Linked DNA regions of Sus scrofa: region 2 is linked to region 1. A link is a contact called in public Hi-C data. All regions are on one chromosome and are shown on one strand. Each heading gives the region's core, a stretch centred on a gene start, on an enhancer-like site or on the middle of the called end of the contact. The rest is flanking DNA. Distances are from core to core; before and after follow the strand shown.

Region 1 (7,495 bases), core at 2,317-4,816:
AAATCTCACATTCACCCCAAGAGTAAGACACCTTCCTAGACTCTCAAAGGGTGGGGTAGGAGAGAGTGGGTGGTAAGGATGGCAGACCAAACTCAGATGCATCTGCTGGGTGCTTCTGCTCCTCCCCACGCCTACATCCACTCGATAACCCAAGGGAAGACTGAACTCCAGCGCAATCTATGCTTTCTCTGTCTCCTCTTGAGAAGGGGGAGAGGTGGTGTTTTTTTTTGGGTTTTTTTTGTTTTTTTTTGGTTTTTTTTGTTTTTTTTTTGTCTTTTTGCCATTTCTTGGGCCGCTCCCGTGGCATATGGAGGTTCCCAGGCTCGGGGTCCAATCGGAGCTGTAGCCGCTGGCCTATGCCAGAGCCACAGCAACGCAGGATCCAAGCCGAGTCTGCGACCTACATACACCACAGCTCACGGCCACACCAGATCCTTAACCCACTGAGCAAGGGCAGGGACCGAACCCGCAACCTCATAGTTCCTAGTCGGATTCGTTAACCACTGCGCCAGGACGGGAACTCCATTTTTTTTTTTTTTTTTTTTTTTTTTTTACCTCTCTGTGAGTAGATGAGATAATGCATATAAAATGCCTGGGAGCTGCTTAACACTCAATATCTGTTAACAGCCACGGGCATTAATTATTATCGTTATTAGTGGCATTTGAGGAGGCTGAGAGCCTTTTGCCTTCCCAAAGGCAGAAGGAAGAACTTCAGGGGTTCCATCGAGGGGCTGGAGGCCCAGTGAGGGTTGGGCTGTAGGGAGCGGGGCGGGGAGGTTGCCGGAGGGTAGGGCTCGGGCGGGTGGAGGGAGCAGGTGGAGCTGGGTTAGTTGTTGGGCTCGTCCTGCCACCTAGTGGCTGCTCTGGGCGAGGCCACCCGGTTGTCCCTTCAGATCTGGGTGGTGGTGGGGCGAGGCTGGGCTAAAATATTCCTGAACATTTATCCCCGGCCCTCTTCTGCTGCCCGCTCTTGTAATGAATGCCCTGTCCCCTTGGGGACCCTGGCCCGTGACACATCCTCCGCATGGCCCTGGCCTGTAAGACAAGCCCCCTTTCTCCAGGTGGAGGAGGAGGAAGCCTTTGTTCTCTTGGCTCCCAGGCAGAGTGGGGGGAGCTGAGGCAGACACCCTGGGTGGGGGCACCCTCACACCCCACCCCCACCTCCACTGCCTTGCTGGCGCCTAATGGGACCCTCGCCCCAGGGGGATGCCAGGACCTCCTGGCACTGGGAGCCCAGACCTGTCTCAGTGTCTGCCTAGGGTTTTCATTTAATTCTATAAATATGTACTACTTGGTGCAGGCCCTGCCTGGCCGAGTTCTCCTGAGCTCTCCCATCCCAACCTTCTCTGGGGGATTTTGCCTTTTGTCTCCAGGATGCGTGCAAGGAAGCAGACACAGAGACCCGCAGCCCCAGGCCGGCTGGTGAAGGGCCCACTGGGGGCCCCGGAGTCAACGTGGCTGGCATCTGAGTCTCTCATCATCTCCCGCCCCCCATGAGGCGGTGCCCTCCCTCTGCGGAGGCTCCTGCAATGATGTCCTAGTTGCATCATGTCTGCCTCCTGCTTCAAAGGCAGTTGTGACTCTTTGGGGACGGGGCTGACCCTGGGTGAGGGGCTTCAGGAGGGCGGCCGGGAGCCACAGGAAGGAGTCCCCTCTTGGGCTGGGAATCCTGGGTCTGGCACCCACAGGCCCCTTGCTTCTGCCCTGCTGCCCTGCCCTCCCCACCCCCAGCGCCCACTTCTCTCTCTCAGGGCCTTGCAGCCTCAGCTGCACCAGGCCTGGATTGCATCATTCTTGGCTTTGTTCGCAGAGCAGCAGGTGGAGGAGTGGGGCCTGCTGCCCACCGCCCCCCTTCCCTCTCATCTCCTTCTACACCCTCCTGGGTAACCCTCCTCCTTACCCGGGGAGTTGTCCGCCTTACCCGGTGGCTCTCAGCTCTCCTCCCACCTTCTCCTGCTCCCCAGGGAGCCCGGAAGGCGACAGAAGCAAAGAGAAGGAGGCTGGGGAGGCAGGGATTGGCACCAGGCTGGAAACCGCCCTTCATTCTGTTCTGCACCCAGCTAAAGGCAGGTGCTGCCCTCAAAAGCAGCACCTGGTTGTCACCAGCAAAGTCAGAAACGGTCACCTGCTGAACTAAAGGTAATAATAATCAGCGTAAGAGGAAATCATTCAGCTTCTTTATGGAAGGTATTTAACTTGTATTGATGATTTCGGTATGTGCCCATTAGAGGACCAAGCGCTTAACACTCGCATCTCATTTAATCTTTCATCAGCCCCTGGAGGGGGTGCTGTTATGCCTCCTGGTTTCCCCTGATGAGGAAGCTGGAGCTCAGAGAGGTGAGAATACCTGCCCACAGAGCTACTAAATTTCGGCAGATCTGCGGCTTGGAGCTTAGCCTGTCCTCCTCCAGTGTAACTCAAAGCTTTTCAGTGAGATGGAAAATCTGATGCCGGCTCGACTTGGACATTTTTTACCGTCTGAAAAGAGATTTTTGCCCAAGACACTCATCAAGAGATAAGACTGTCCTCCCCCCCCTCCCTTTTTTTTCCCCAGCAATGGAAGCCTGTGGAAGTTCCGAGGCCTGGGATTGAACCCAAGCCACAGTAGTGTGACAGCACTAGACCCTTTAACTGCTAAGCCACCAGGGAACTCCAAGGCTGTCTTCTTTTAATCTTATGAAGGAGATAAAAGAAGACATACATCCAATGACCTGAGCTGGGCCCTGTCCCTGCCCCACTGCTGCCCCTTGGAGGTAAAGCTGTGGCTGAAGGTTCTGACCCATGTCCAGTGTAGAAACAGAAATCAGAGTAGGAGCTTATCAGAGATCCGGGCTGCCAGGGAAGAGGGAGGACTGGGGTGGTTGCACATGTGGACCCTGCAGGCTGGGGTAAAGATGCTGGGCAGTACCACCCCTTCTGTTCACTGGGATTCTCTGCTTATGAAGCTTCCTGTAGTGCTCAGGGTGCATTGATAAAATAGTTTTGGGGTCTAGCAATCTAGCCACCATGACTTTGGCTAGTAGGAGTCTACTCCTCAGGGCCAGATCAGCATCTTTGGGGACAGACAATTCTCGACCCTGCAAAGTCCCAGGCCAGACCTTAGCCCTGGGCAAGCAGCAGCTGATTCAGAGACCAGAATGGGTGGCCACTGTCACTGGGCCACCTCCTCTTCCTCGTTTTCACTTCCAGTGGCTGCTTCAGCCCGGAAAGAAAACCAGAGGGAAAGCAACTGGGAAGAATGGAGCCTGCCTTCCGTAGCCCTGGGCCCAGCTCCACCAGGGCTTGGGAGAGACCGGGTCAGGGGGACCGTGCTTGCTGGCTAGCATTCTTCTCTGTCTCCTGTCTCTTTAGCCCAGGACAGATTCCATCTGAAGGGACAAAGGGCCTCATTGACCCCATAGCCTTGTGACCCCACCCAAGTCTGTCGCTCCCCTCCCTGGGCAGCCAGCAGGGCACCCAGTTGGGTAGCAGACCGGGGCCACGAGGCCGCTGAGAGGCCATGGCAGGGAAGCCAAGAGAGGCCGCAGCCAGCTGGGCGGGGAAGACTGGGAGTGTGTGGGCAGCGCCCAACAGATCCCTGAGGGGAGGGGTGGCCGAGACTGCTGGCTGCAGTCCCAGGAGCAGAGCAGCACATACTCTGCAGGGCCAAAGCACGGGAGGGCTGGGGGGTCCAACCTCAGCCCCAAACTGGGCTGCCTGGGAGCTTGGGGCCCTCCCGGCCTGCATTCCTGCCTTCCTCCCCCTAGCATGCTCCCCACCCCCAGCCTATAAAGCCCCCTTTGTCTGGACCTGCTGAGGATCTTAACTCTCCCCATCTCAGCTTCCAGCCCCCTGCCCCCTCACCCTCGGGTCCCCTTGGTGGTGGCTAGGGCGCCATAAGGAGGGTCCCCTTCATGCCGCCTGGGCACAGGCCCAGGGGGTTTGTGCAGCCAGCCTGATGCCCCCACCCCACTGCCCGCCTCAGGGCAGGTTAATTCCCAGCCTTGTCCACTCCGGGTCTACACACTCCCGCCCTGGGCAGCATGCCTGCCTCTCACGTGCCTGCTCATGTGGTAGCCCCCTTGGTTTGGCCCTGCCCTGAAAGGCGCAGGACGGGGGTGGGGGTGGGGTGGTGGGATGAGGGGTGTGGGGGGCCTGGTGGGTGGTCAGGAGCCACTCCTGATGGGGGAGGGAATATCAGTGGGGGAGGCAGTCTTTTCGCCCCCTTCCTGGCCTTCACCAGAGTTGGTGGCTCCACTGCCCACAGGTCGGGTTCCCAGCTGGTATTGGAGCTTCAGATGACCCTTCTCTGTCACTGGACAAACAGTTCAGCTCCTCCTCCTACTTGGCACATGCCCCGGGCATGGCACACGGTGGGCGACAGGAATCTCCATTCCTGCTCTCCACACCCACCCAAGGGCGTCGGGGAGACATTCGAAGAGAGGCTGGATGAAGAGAGGCTGGATCCCGGCGGCGGGGAGTGGCCCCTCCCTCCCCAGCTCCTGTCCTCATCGGGTCACAGGGCTCAGACTCCTGATCACGGGGTGGGGTCTCCCTGGGGTCCAGGCTCTGTGGGTATCTCTGGCGGGCTCTCAGGTGATCACAGCCGTCTGAGTCATGGGGTCAGCTCTGTCACCAAGCTGCTGCGTGACCTTGGGCGGGCCTCCTCTATGGTCCCCATAAAAAAAGGGCTGGGGCCCCTTCTGACTCTGATCACCTCAGAAGCGAGGAGAGGGGCTGCCCCGAGAGTGGATCTTCTCTGGACTAGCAGTGCCCCCAGGACAGGTGGAAGAGGGGGTGCTGGCAGGATGTGCCCCCTGGGATGTGTGAGGAGTGTGTGTGCATTGTATGTGTGTGATTGAGAGAGAGAGAGAGAGAGAGAGGGAGAGTGTGTGTGTGTGTGTGTATGTGTGTGTGTGAGCGCGCGCGGAGTCTCTACCCGCGGGTGGGGGAGGGAGGGAGGGGCGGGGCGGGGGCGGGGCCTGCGGGGCGGGGCGGGGCGGGGCGGGGGTCTGGGCGGCAGACACCAGGCGCTCCTCGAGCGCACGGGGGCGGCTGGGTGCTGCACCGACCCGGCGCATGGAGGAGCCGCCGCCCCCTGCGCCCCACCGGGCTGGTGCGGCGAGGACGGCATAGCAGTCGGCAGCATGGAGCAGGTCAGCGGGCGCCGGGCGCGGGTGCGTGTCTGCGAGGAGAGGGCGGGGGCGTGAGGACTGGATTGAGGGTGGGGGCGCCAAGAGGGAGGGGGACCGGCCATCGCGGGAGGGGTTGGGGCTCTGGAGCTCCGGGCGGGGCCGGCGCTCTGGAGAGGGAATAGGGCTGGTGTGACACAGAGCTGGTACGCGCGCGCACTCACACAGACATACACACACGCACACACACACACCCGAGTACTCCCCCACCAATGACACTTAGGGAGGTGCTTATCTAGGGCTCGCACGCTGTCTGTCTCCCCACCCCCACTCCCAAAGGAAAGCATTTAGAAGCCCCCCCCCTCCCCACTCAGTAAGGTCCTGGCCCCTTCCAGGATCCTAGCGGGCGCTGCATAATGAAGGAGTGGCAGAAGGTGGGGGTGGCTCTCTGAGGCCATACAACCCGGGACCCTCCAGACCCCCCCTGGTGGGACCTCAAGCTACAACTCCCCCCTCCCCCCACACATCAAGGGGCTTCTCCCAGCCAGGCTTCCCCTCCACTCCCAGTTACAGCAGCTGCAGCAGCTGCTGCCACCATTTCGTGGCAGTGAAAATATGGGGTGGGCTGGGCAGCTTCTCCACGTGCCCCCCAAATACAGACCTGCAGCTCCAGCCAGGCGCCCAGGGGCTGTCTTTCTTTCACACAGCCTCCATGCAGGCACGGGTGGGGGGGTGTCAGGGTGATGGCCCCCTCATGTTAGAGCTCCTCACTCCCTCCACAGAGCTTAGCAAATCCTGGACAAGGTGGGGTCTGTCCCGTTGGGGGGAGGGACTCTATCCCGACTTGTAGCCACTAAGAGGGCCAGTGTCCTGATGTGGGCTGGTGTGAGGGGGCTGCCTTGCTCCCTTCCTAATCCGGATTTGGTGAGAGGTCTTGGGGTGGGTGCACTGAGCTTGTCCACATTCCCAGGTTCTGCCTAAAGCAGTGGCCTGGGGCCCTGGGATCTGAGACCCCTGCCCTTTGCGGCGGAGGGCTTCTTGGGTTGCCTGTGACTGTGGTGAGGAGGGGTGTGGGGAGGGGTAGAGGGTGAGGAGTCAGGGGCTTGGGTGATCCTAATTTTGGGGGGTTGGAGAGGGGCTCTGAGGAGGCGTGAGGGTTCTGGGCATCTTCCTAGGCTGGACCTGATGTGTGGGGAGGGCTGTGGGCTGGTCTAGTCTCCAGACCTGCTGGGCATCTTGGCTGTTAATTTAAATGGCCAGTGGCAGCTCCCTGGAGCATCAAGCCTGGCAGGGGGAAAGGGATTCCATTTGTCATTCTTTGCTGTTGTCATTACAGACTCTACCCTCAACTTCACTCTGAGCACAAAAAAGTGGGGGTTGGGGGGGACAAGACTAAATGCCACTGAATGGCTCACGTTAAAATAGTTAAATATGGAGTTCCCGTCGTGGCGCAGTGGTTAACGAATCCGACTAGGAACCATGAGGTTGCGGGTTCGATCCCTGCCCTTGCTCAGTGGGTCAAGGATCCGGCGTTGCCGTGAGCTGTGGTGGTAGGTTGCAGACTCGGCTCGGATCCCGCGTTGCTGTGGCTCTGGTGTAGGCTGGCAGCTACAGCTCCGATTCGACCCCTAGCCTGGGAACCTCCATATGCCGCGGGAGCAGCCCAAGAAATGACAAAAAAAAAAAAAAAAAATTACCATAAAAATAGTTAAATGTACGTTATGTGAATTTCATCTCCGTTAAAAAAAAAAAAAAAAAAGAAAGAGGGGCAGAGCTGGGGACATCACTACTTTCTGCCTAGACGATTCTAAATGCATCTCACTGGGCCTGCAGCTCGGCCTGGGTTGCTCCTCCATCAGCCTCTTGTACTTCTTCTGGGGCTCCGGGGCTTTCCCCTTTCCCAGGGGCAGAGCCTGGCTCCCCTGTGCCCTGGCATCATCGTGGAAGGGAGGACAGAGCTTGGAGGAGAGTCAGGACATGGGCCTCCTGCCCCAGCCCCATCAGAGGATGCTGGGAGCCCTTGCACATCCGTCCTTTCTGGGCTGCTGTGAAATCCCTGCCAGCTGTGCTGAGCGGTGCCTTTCCAGGTCCTTTCCCTGTGTCCTAAGCTACCTCTGCCGAGAAGCCCAGCAGCCAGCCTGTCCCCTGGGCGTGCGCGCGACACTCCCACCCCTGCCACCCCACCAGGGGACTCTGATGATCAGCACAACCTCGGAGGGGCCCGCGCTGATGCCACCAGCCCCGAGGTTGTGTGGTTGTGTCAGGTGTCACCAGCTTTCTGGATGTGCCGGAAGCATGGTGTGTATGAGGTGCTTCTGAAACCAGAGCTGCTCTCCCCACGCCAGGGGAAGCTCCTATTTTAAGTTTCCCATGTGCCGAGCCCT
Region 2 (7,495 bases), core at 2,854-5,353, 180 kb before region 1:
GTCTGCAACCTACACCACAGCTGCAACGCTGGATCCTTAACCCACTGAGCAAGGCCAGGGATCAAACCCACAACTTCATGGTTCCTAGTCAGATTCATTAACCACTGAGCCACGATGGGAACTCCTCCACTGCCTTTTGAGAATGCATACTTTGCCTTCTACTTTTGCTTTTAATTTTTCTACCAGACTTCCACCAACCCCCAAAATGTATCTGCAACATCACTCACCTAAGAGATCACAACAGTCAACATAAAATAAAGGCAAGCCAGAGTAATATCCTTCTAGATTCTAGAAAAAATTAAGAACCTAATCTAAACAAAATCAATTTTTTTCATGCAAAATTCTATGGTTTCACCATAAAAGAACAGAAGATTTTTTAAATTGCTTTTTACCTTATCCCCAATGTAGTCATGTAGCATTCGGATGACAGACGCACCTTTGCTATACGATATAGCGTCAAATATCTCATCAACTTCAGAAGGATGGCCCACACTAACCTGGCAGACAGTGTGATTCAGGGTTATGACAGGAAGCAGACAGCCTGGAACACTGAATTACATAAAAAGCTTTCTAGGAAAACCCTTCTAACTCATAAGATACTTTTTGCCTTTAGGTGACTCATAATTGTATAGTGATGACTATTTAAAAGGGTGTAATAACTAATATTAATAAAACAGAATATATAACATGATCCCTATCATCTTGTAGGGCCTGGGTTCCAGTCTCAGCCCTGCTTTCTGGGAGGCAAATCACTATGGATAGTTTAGGGGTAGGGAGGTGAGGATAAGGAAGAGAGAGATGAAAAACATTTGACTTCTTGCACTAACTGTAATGGTTTACAATTATATAGGACCTTGGTTAAATATGTCAAAATAGACTATGAGTCTAGTTCTTTGCAGGCAAAATCTACACATATAAGCTAGCTAAATTAAGGATAAGCTAAGTCAAAAAATTAAAAAAAAATATATAACACCAAACAACGAAAACAATAAAAGAGTATGTTCAGGATTTTCTTTGAAACAACAGAATCATAATATTGCCCAACAGGTATGGTTCTCCCATACTAGCCAATAAAAATCTATTTGGTGAATGCTTACAGGTACAGAGCACTTGATTCTATAAATATCATATACGTTTAAAAAGAAACAATTGAAACTTAGTCTTGCTAGATTTTCAAGAATGGAAATATAAACTATATAGAGCAAATGATATCACTCATGCAATTTTCTTTTCAAAGTTTTAAATATCTCTATAAAGAATGACTTATTTCACTGACAATGAGAGCAAAGGCCAATGACTGAAAAGTATGTCTCACTTCAATAGGATGGCTGTTATCTAAGGCATCAAGCTCCTGGGCACGGGTATAATCAGCAGAAACAAACTGAGTCCAGATATCATACTCTGGGAAGCAGTGATCTACACAAAGATACTCAATCCACGATGCGAAGCCTTCGTTTAACCAAAGATGAGTCCACCATTCCTAAAAACAAAAGATGGAAATATGTAAACAAAACAAAGTGCTTGCCCTGTCACTAATCTTAAAAACTCACAACTCTTAATGAACTAAAATTCAATTCAAAATATTTAGTAAATAACATATCTGAACAAAAGAAATGCCAAGAAAGGCCAACTGGTGACACCAGCATTATCACCACTGCTAAGTAATTTTTAGTACTAAAGATAGAAAAGGATGGGGATAGAAAAGGACAGGGGATGAAAAACCCCCTAAATATGGAAAAAGGGAAAAGAGTGGATAAATGTAGGCAAGAGCCTATACTGTCATATAAAATTCAGTTCAGTAAAGATCTGTCTTAAAAACAAACAAAAGCCCAGAAAACTACCAGAACCAAACAAGGAAAACTGGAAACTATTTTTCTTTCTTTTTTTTTTTTTTTGTCTTTTTGCCATTTCTTGGGCCTCTCCCGCAGCATATGGAGGTTCCCAGGCTAGGGGTTGAATCGGAGCTGTAGCCGCCGGCCTACGCCAGAGCCACAGCAAAGCAGGATCCGAGCCGCGTCTGCAACCTACACCACAGCTCACGGCAATGCCGGATCGTTAACCCACTGAGCAAGGGCAGGGACCGAACCCGCAACCTCATGGTTCCTAGTCGGATTCGTTAACCACTGCGCCATGACGGGAACTCCTGGAAACTATTTCTATAATGACTGGGAAAAATCATTGCTGACTGACAAGTTAAATTTTCTAGATATACAGAAAAGCAGTATTGCTTATATAAGGATTATGTGAATTTAGCAAAAATGTCATGACGGTAAGTTGTTCAGTAATAGATGGTGTTTAAACATTTAAAATCAATCAATTTTTTAGAAAGTTTTCAATCTAATTTTCGTTAAAATTGATTAAATTACTTATGAAAAGAAAGCAATACTCCATGAATCCAAGATAGAAACTAAAGAACTAATGAATGGTAAAAAAGCAAAGGAGTTCCTGTTGTGGCTAAGCAGAAATGAATCCAACTAGTATCCTTGAGGATGCGGGTTTGAGCCCTGGTCCTATGCCATGGGTGAACAATCCAGTGTTGCTGTGGCTGTGGTTGTAGGCCTGCAGCTATAGCTCCAATTCGACCCCTAGCCAGGTAACTTCCATATGCTGTAGCTGCAATCCTTTAAAAAAAAAAAAAAAAAGGATTAATGCACTGGTTAGGGAAAAAAGGGCATTTTAAAATTCTGAAAAGATCAAATAGTTTTAATACTAAGTGAAAAATGGCTATCTGTCTACATGCTTTGTGCATTTATTTAACTAACAGCCTCTACTAGGATAACTAGGATAAGCTGGTGGTAGTTATTTTCTACCTATCTATAAGACCCTAAATTTCAGTTAATGAAACAACTGACATTTAATAACTAGAAGTTAGAGAATGTACACACTTCCCCTACTAAAATTTATTGCTGGTAATTTAAAAATAAAATCATAAAAGATAAAGTCTGCTCAACACTGAGCATAAAAGGAGTTCCCTTGTGGCACAGTGGATTAAGGATTTGGCCCTGTCACTGCAGCAGCTCAGGTCACTGCTGGGGTGCAAGTTCAATCCATGGCCAGGAACTTCCACATGCCATGGGTGCAGCCAAAAAAAAAAGTAAATAAATAAAAAAATAAAAAGAATCTTCTCTTTAAAGACAAACAAAACACCATAGGCGTTCCCACTGTGGCTCAGTGGGTTAAGGATCCATTTTTGCCACGAGGTACTGACTAGGTCTCAGATGATACTTGGATCCGATGTTGTGCAGCTCCAATCTGATCCCTTGCCCTGGAACTTCCATATGCTGCAGGTGTGGCTGTAAAAAAAAAAAAAAAAAGAAAAAAAAAGAAAGAAAGGAAACACCACAGATTAATTTAAAAAAACAAAAACAAAAGATACTGAGAAAAAAAATCATTTGGTGGTAACAAAATCATTTGGTGGAGAAAAGAACATTTCTGACATATCTGAATACAGGTACTAGTATACCTAATCTCATGTAACATTATATTTCAAAAAAAATTTTAACACTAAAATTTTAAACCTATAAAGCAAAAAGGAAAGAATTTCCTTTCAAGGGCTGACTTGCCTTAGAAACTCTGACATGTAATAGTTTTGCTAATGTTTTACTTTCTTACTTATTCCTGTGACATATGGACTCAACCAACGTCCAACCTGGGCTCTGCTCTTTGGCAGCCTAAAATGCCATCAGGGAATTTGGCTGGCTCCATAATCTCTACTTCTTTCTTTGCAGAGGCACTTCTAGTCCACTTATTAAATGCTCTGCTCCCAAGCTCTGACATAGTTGGCTGCTATAGATAGTACTTATTTAGAGTAAAAGGGAAAGGTCACGACTACAGAACAGAGATCATTCACTGCAAACATAATAAACAAGGCCTACAATAGGACAGCTGGAAGTTTAATATACTTCACAGCTATTCTGTAGTTTTTCCTTCCTTTATTTCAATCAAATGCCAACTTAACATTTTAGACAATGAAGAAAATGACCCCCCAAAACATTTAAACCTAATCAAAGATAGTTTGTTATTTACCAGGTCACTTCACAGCTAGTGAACTACGTAATATATATAACACAAGAAACTAAAATTAGCCTGGAATCTCACTGCATGGAATCTCTACTTAAGTGCAATCTCTTCCATTCACCCAAATTAGTATCATGACTTCCGCCATTTGCTGGCTTAAGTATTAAGAACAGTTTAGGAAGTATTTTCTGTTGAATAAAGATTTTCTATATGCTCTTGATCAACCCAGATATTCTGACAAACACTTTTCAAAGAGGACTTCTTAAAATAAAGTTTTTCTATCAAAACACTACTTTTTTGACTCAATGTTCCAGCCAAACCTGAAGTACTCTGTAGCAGATAAGGCGCAGCAGGAAAAATAAATATATTTGAGCACTTAAAAATATTAAATACCATAGTAACAAGATTTCCAAACCATTGATGGGCGAGTTCATGTCCTACAACCAGAGCAACCCACTGGCGTGATGAAGAACAGGAGTTTTTTGGATCAATAAGCAATGCAGTCTCCCTGTGTTTAAAAAAAAATTTTTTTTAAATAAAAGCATTGTAAGAAAAGCTGGCATGCATAAGTGGGGGAGGGAGATTTAAACAGTAGGTTAAGATGGTCATGTCAGGCTTTAGAGATACCAAGAAAACATTTCTTCAGAGTACACAGGATAGAAAAAGTTCTGGGAAGATTAAAGACCAATTTAATAGAATTTATACAACAGAAAATCAAAGATTGACACGAGTTTAATTATCAGTTTGTTTATTGGACAGCTGCCTGAAATTTTAGAAAAACTTTGTCTAAAGATTAAGGACTGTTGTGCTAGACAGACAGAGAAGACAGTCCTTCCATTAAAAGCAGAGGAGTGGCAAGTGGGGGGAAGATGCATTCCACAGTCCCCAAAAGAAGGCTGAGCAGGCTGTCTAAAACTTAGCTCACCGAAGAAGGCGACTGAAAGTAGAAGGCAAAATCTTGTTTACAGTCACTGCTCTCAAAATTATACAACCCACATGTTTGCACTGTGGTGACAGACATGTAAAAACTTGGCTATTAAGTCAGGGAAAGTTCCTCAAGCTGGATATATAACTATGTAATTACTAGGAGGAAGAGAAGGCATTGAAATGAGAAACTCAGCCAAAAATACATCTACAAATGTTACTAATGCCAGATGCTCACTTTAAAATCTTACACTCTCAGAGAGTAGCACCAGACGGTGTTCATCTGCATTCTTGAAATGTTCACGGAAGTAGGGGGAGGTAGGAAAATTTACGGCAGATCATAAGGCAGAAGCCACTCAACTGTATTTAGGAGTGAAGCTCTCACAAAATCAGTGATTTAAAAGATAAGGCAGGGTAACGCATCTTTAACGTACCTATAAGTAACAAGGCCCCAGTTCTCCATGGCACCTTCATAAAATAAATATAAACATGTATTGATATTTATACACGTCTTCAAAATTATAAAATTCAAAGTTATTACAATTCATCAATAAAACGAAATTTACTTTACCAGCTGCAAAGTCTGCAATAGCAATGAGATCAATTTTAGGTAGGGGATAAGGAACATTGAAGTAATCCTTATAAAAAGGCAGAGTTTTAGCAGCAACCTATAAAGTATAAACAAAAGAACCATGTGATAAATATCTTACTGTCATTCATATAGAAATCCACAAAGGAGTCCTGTTGCAAGCCAAATATCTTAAGTTACTAGAAACCAACCCTGGGGACCCCCACCTCCAAAGACGGCCTCAGCCCTACTTTAATCCATTTATAACTCAGTATGAAAACTATAATTACATATTTTCCCACCTACTCTCTGGATAAATTCCATTCTAATATTCTCTTAATCATTATCTTGTAAAATGCTAATACAACACCAAAGTTGCTATATCCAAGATTCTATTAAAAACAAAAGTAGCACAACAAATTTCAGATTAAATTATAAGTAATTGCACTAATAATTGATCAGAAATGTAAATTCCCCAACCTGGAGTTATGGACTGTTGGAACAATCCTCTTCAAGTACATTTACCTCTAACGCAAATTTTCCTTGCTCTGCTTTGCCAACAGGGGTGTAAACACGGACACACACACCATCTTTTGACCTTGTTTCTACAAAGTCATATTCACCCACAACAAATGCCACCAGATATGTAGACATGACAGGTGTGCGGGCAAACTTCACTTCCACTACATTTTCATCATCAGGGTATGGTTTCCGATCAATTACATTCTTTAAACAAAAAGAAAGAAAGAAAATTTAAACAGATTCACATTATATACCTTAGAGAAAACACTAGCCAAAAACTGTAGGCATTGTTGCCTTTTGTTCCCTCTTTCCAGCACTGCTTACTTCTCTATCCTAATCCATCCAGTGCTTTTATGCTGTCAAGATCTTTCCTATTTAGAAGGAAAGAGATCTGATAAAGCATTCATACTGGGAAGTCGAAGCCTAAATTATTAAAACCACCAAGGATTTGTAAGAAAAACACAGCAACTTTTCCTGAACACCTATAAACATGCCAGGTTCTGGGATGTTTTAAGACTGCAATACTTTTCAAGTGAACTAAGGATAGAAGACAACAAATATTAATGAAAATAAAATGTAATTGTGGAAGGAGACATCTCAAAGGGTACAGATTTCTAGACTTTTAGAGCATTCTCAGTACTAAGACTGGCTCTAAGCAAATTTGTGACAAAATCTCCACTTTACCTTTGAAGTCCCTAATTTCCCTTCAGTATTCTCCCTCTCTTTCCTGTTCAGGCTCTCAATTTCCTCAAGTTCTCACTATTCTTTCTTGCAAGTAAGACTTATTCAAGAACTGATCTGATAATTTCATTCACACTAAATTGTAAATGAACATTTCAGTTTACTATATATTAGCTTCCTAAGAATATTTTGAGAATAGAATCTATGGCATTCTCGCCACTAATAAAGGAGACAAAAGTCAGTTATTTCCAGGTACAGCAGGCATTTCTAAGTTCCCTAGACTCATATTATAGGCTATAGGCTACTCTGTGTCTGGAAGGCAGGCTTAGATACTACACTTCAAGTAGTGAATGCTTACTCTATTATGAATGAGGATTAATGACATCATGAAGGGAGCATATTCCAAGAATACAATCAGCAAAAAAGCTAAATATACTTCATTATGTGGCTATGTCTTTTGGCATTTAATAAGAATATTAGATTTTTTCTTACAGATAATATTTATTAAACTCATTGCTTATTTAGTTTTCCAAATTAAAGCAGGTAGGTGATCTTGTAAGGAATTTCTTCCAGGAGGAGGGAAACTCCCTCAAATAAAGCAATAAAGAAAAAGAGGGCTTTAAAAAATAATAATAATAATAAAAAAAAGAGGGCTTACCAGAAATAAAGAAAACTAACATTTGTATTCTAATTATGTGTTAAGCATTATGCTGGGTGGTTTCATGTTGTACCAACTAATCAGCAAACTAAGTATACGAAATGCTTACCCAAAATATAAATTAC

The links. Hi-C and Micro-C count contacts between places; a contact is called where the count stands out from the background.
Region 2: a Hi-C map of heart right ventricle shows a contact between it and region 1, with 4 times the contacts expected there. The contact joins two enhancer-like sites. A contact is called at or near these places in 3 of 47 Hi-C or Micro-C datasets (embryonic fibroblasts and heart right ventricle).

What each region holds. Positions count from the first base shown.
Region 1 is chr12:23,676,147-23,683,641 of Sscrofa11.1, reverse strand. No RefSeq gene overlaps it. Among named protein-coding and RNA genes, the nearest start is that of ARHGAP23, 12 kb to the right of the region's middle. Within about 2 kb of position 3,566, at least 30 of the 83 cell types and tissues checked have an H3K27ac peak or open chromatin away from gene starts, as enhancers often do.
Region 2 is chr12:23,851,964-23,859,458 of Sscrofa11.1, reverse strand. NPEPPS (puromycin-sensitive aminopeptidase) reads right to left here. Exons shown (of 23, transcript XM_003131527.5): 6 at 6,035-6,235; 7 at 5,513-5,609; 8 at 5,376-5,409; 9 at 4,411-4,525; 10 at 1,316-1,480; 11 at 393-497. Among named protein-coding and RNA genes, the nearest start is that of NPEPPS, 51 kb to the right of the region's middle. Within about 2 kb of position 4,103, at least 10 of the 83 cell types and tissues checked have an H3K27ac peak or open chromatin away from gene starts, as enhancers often do.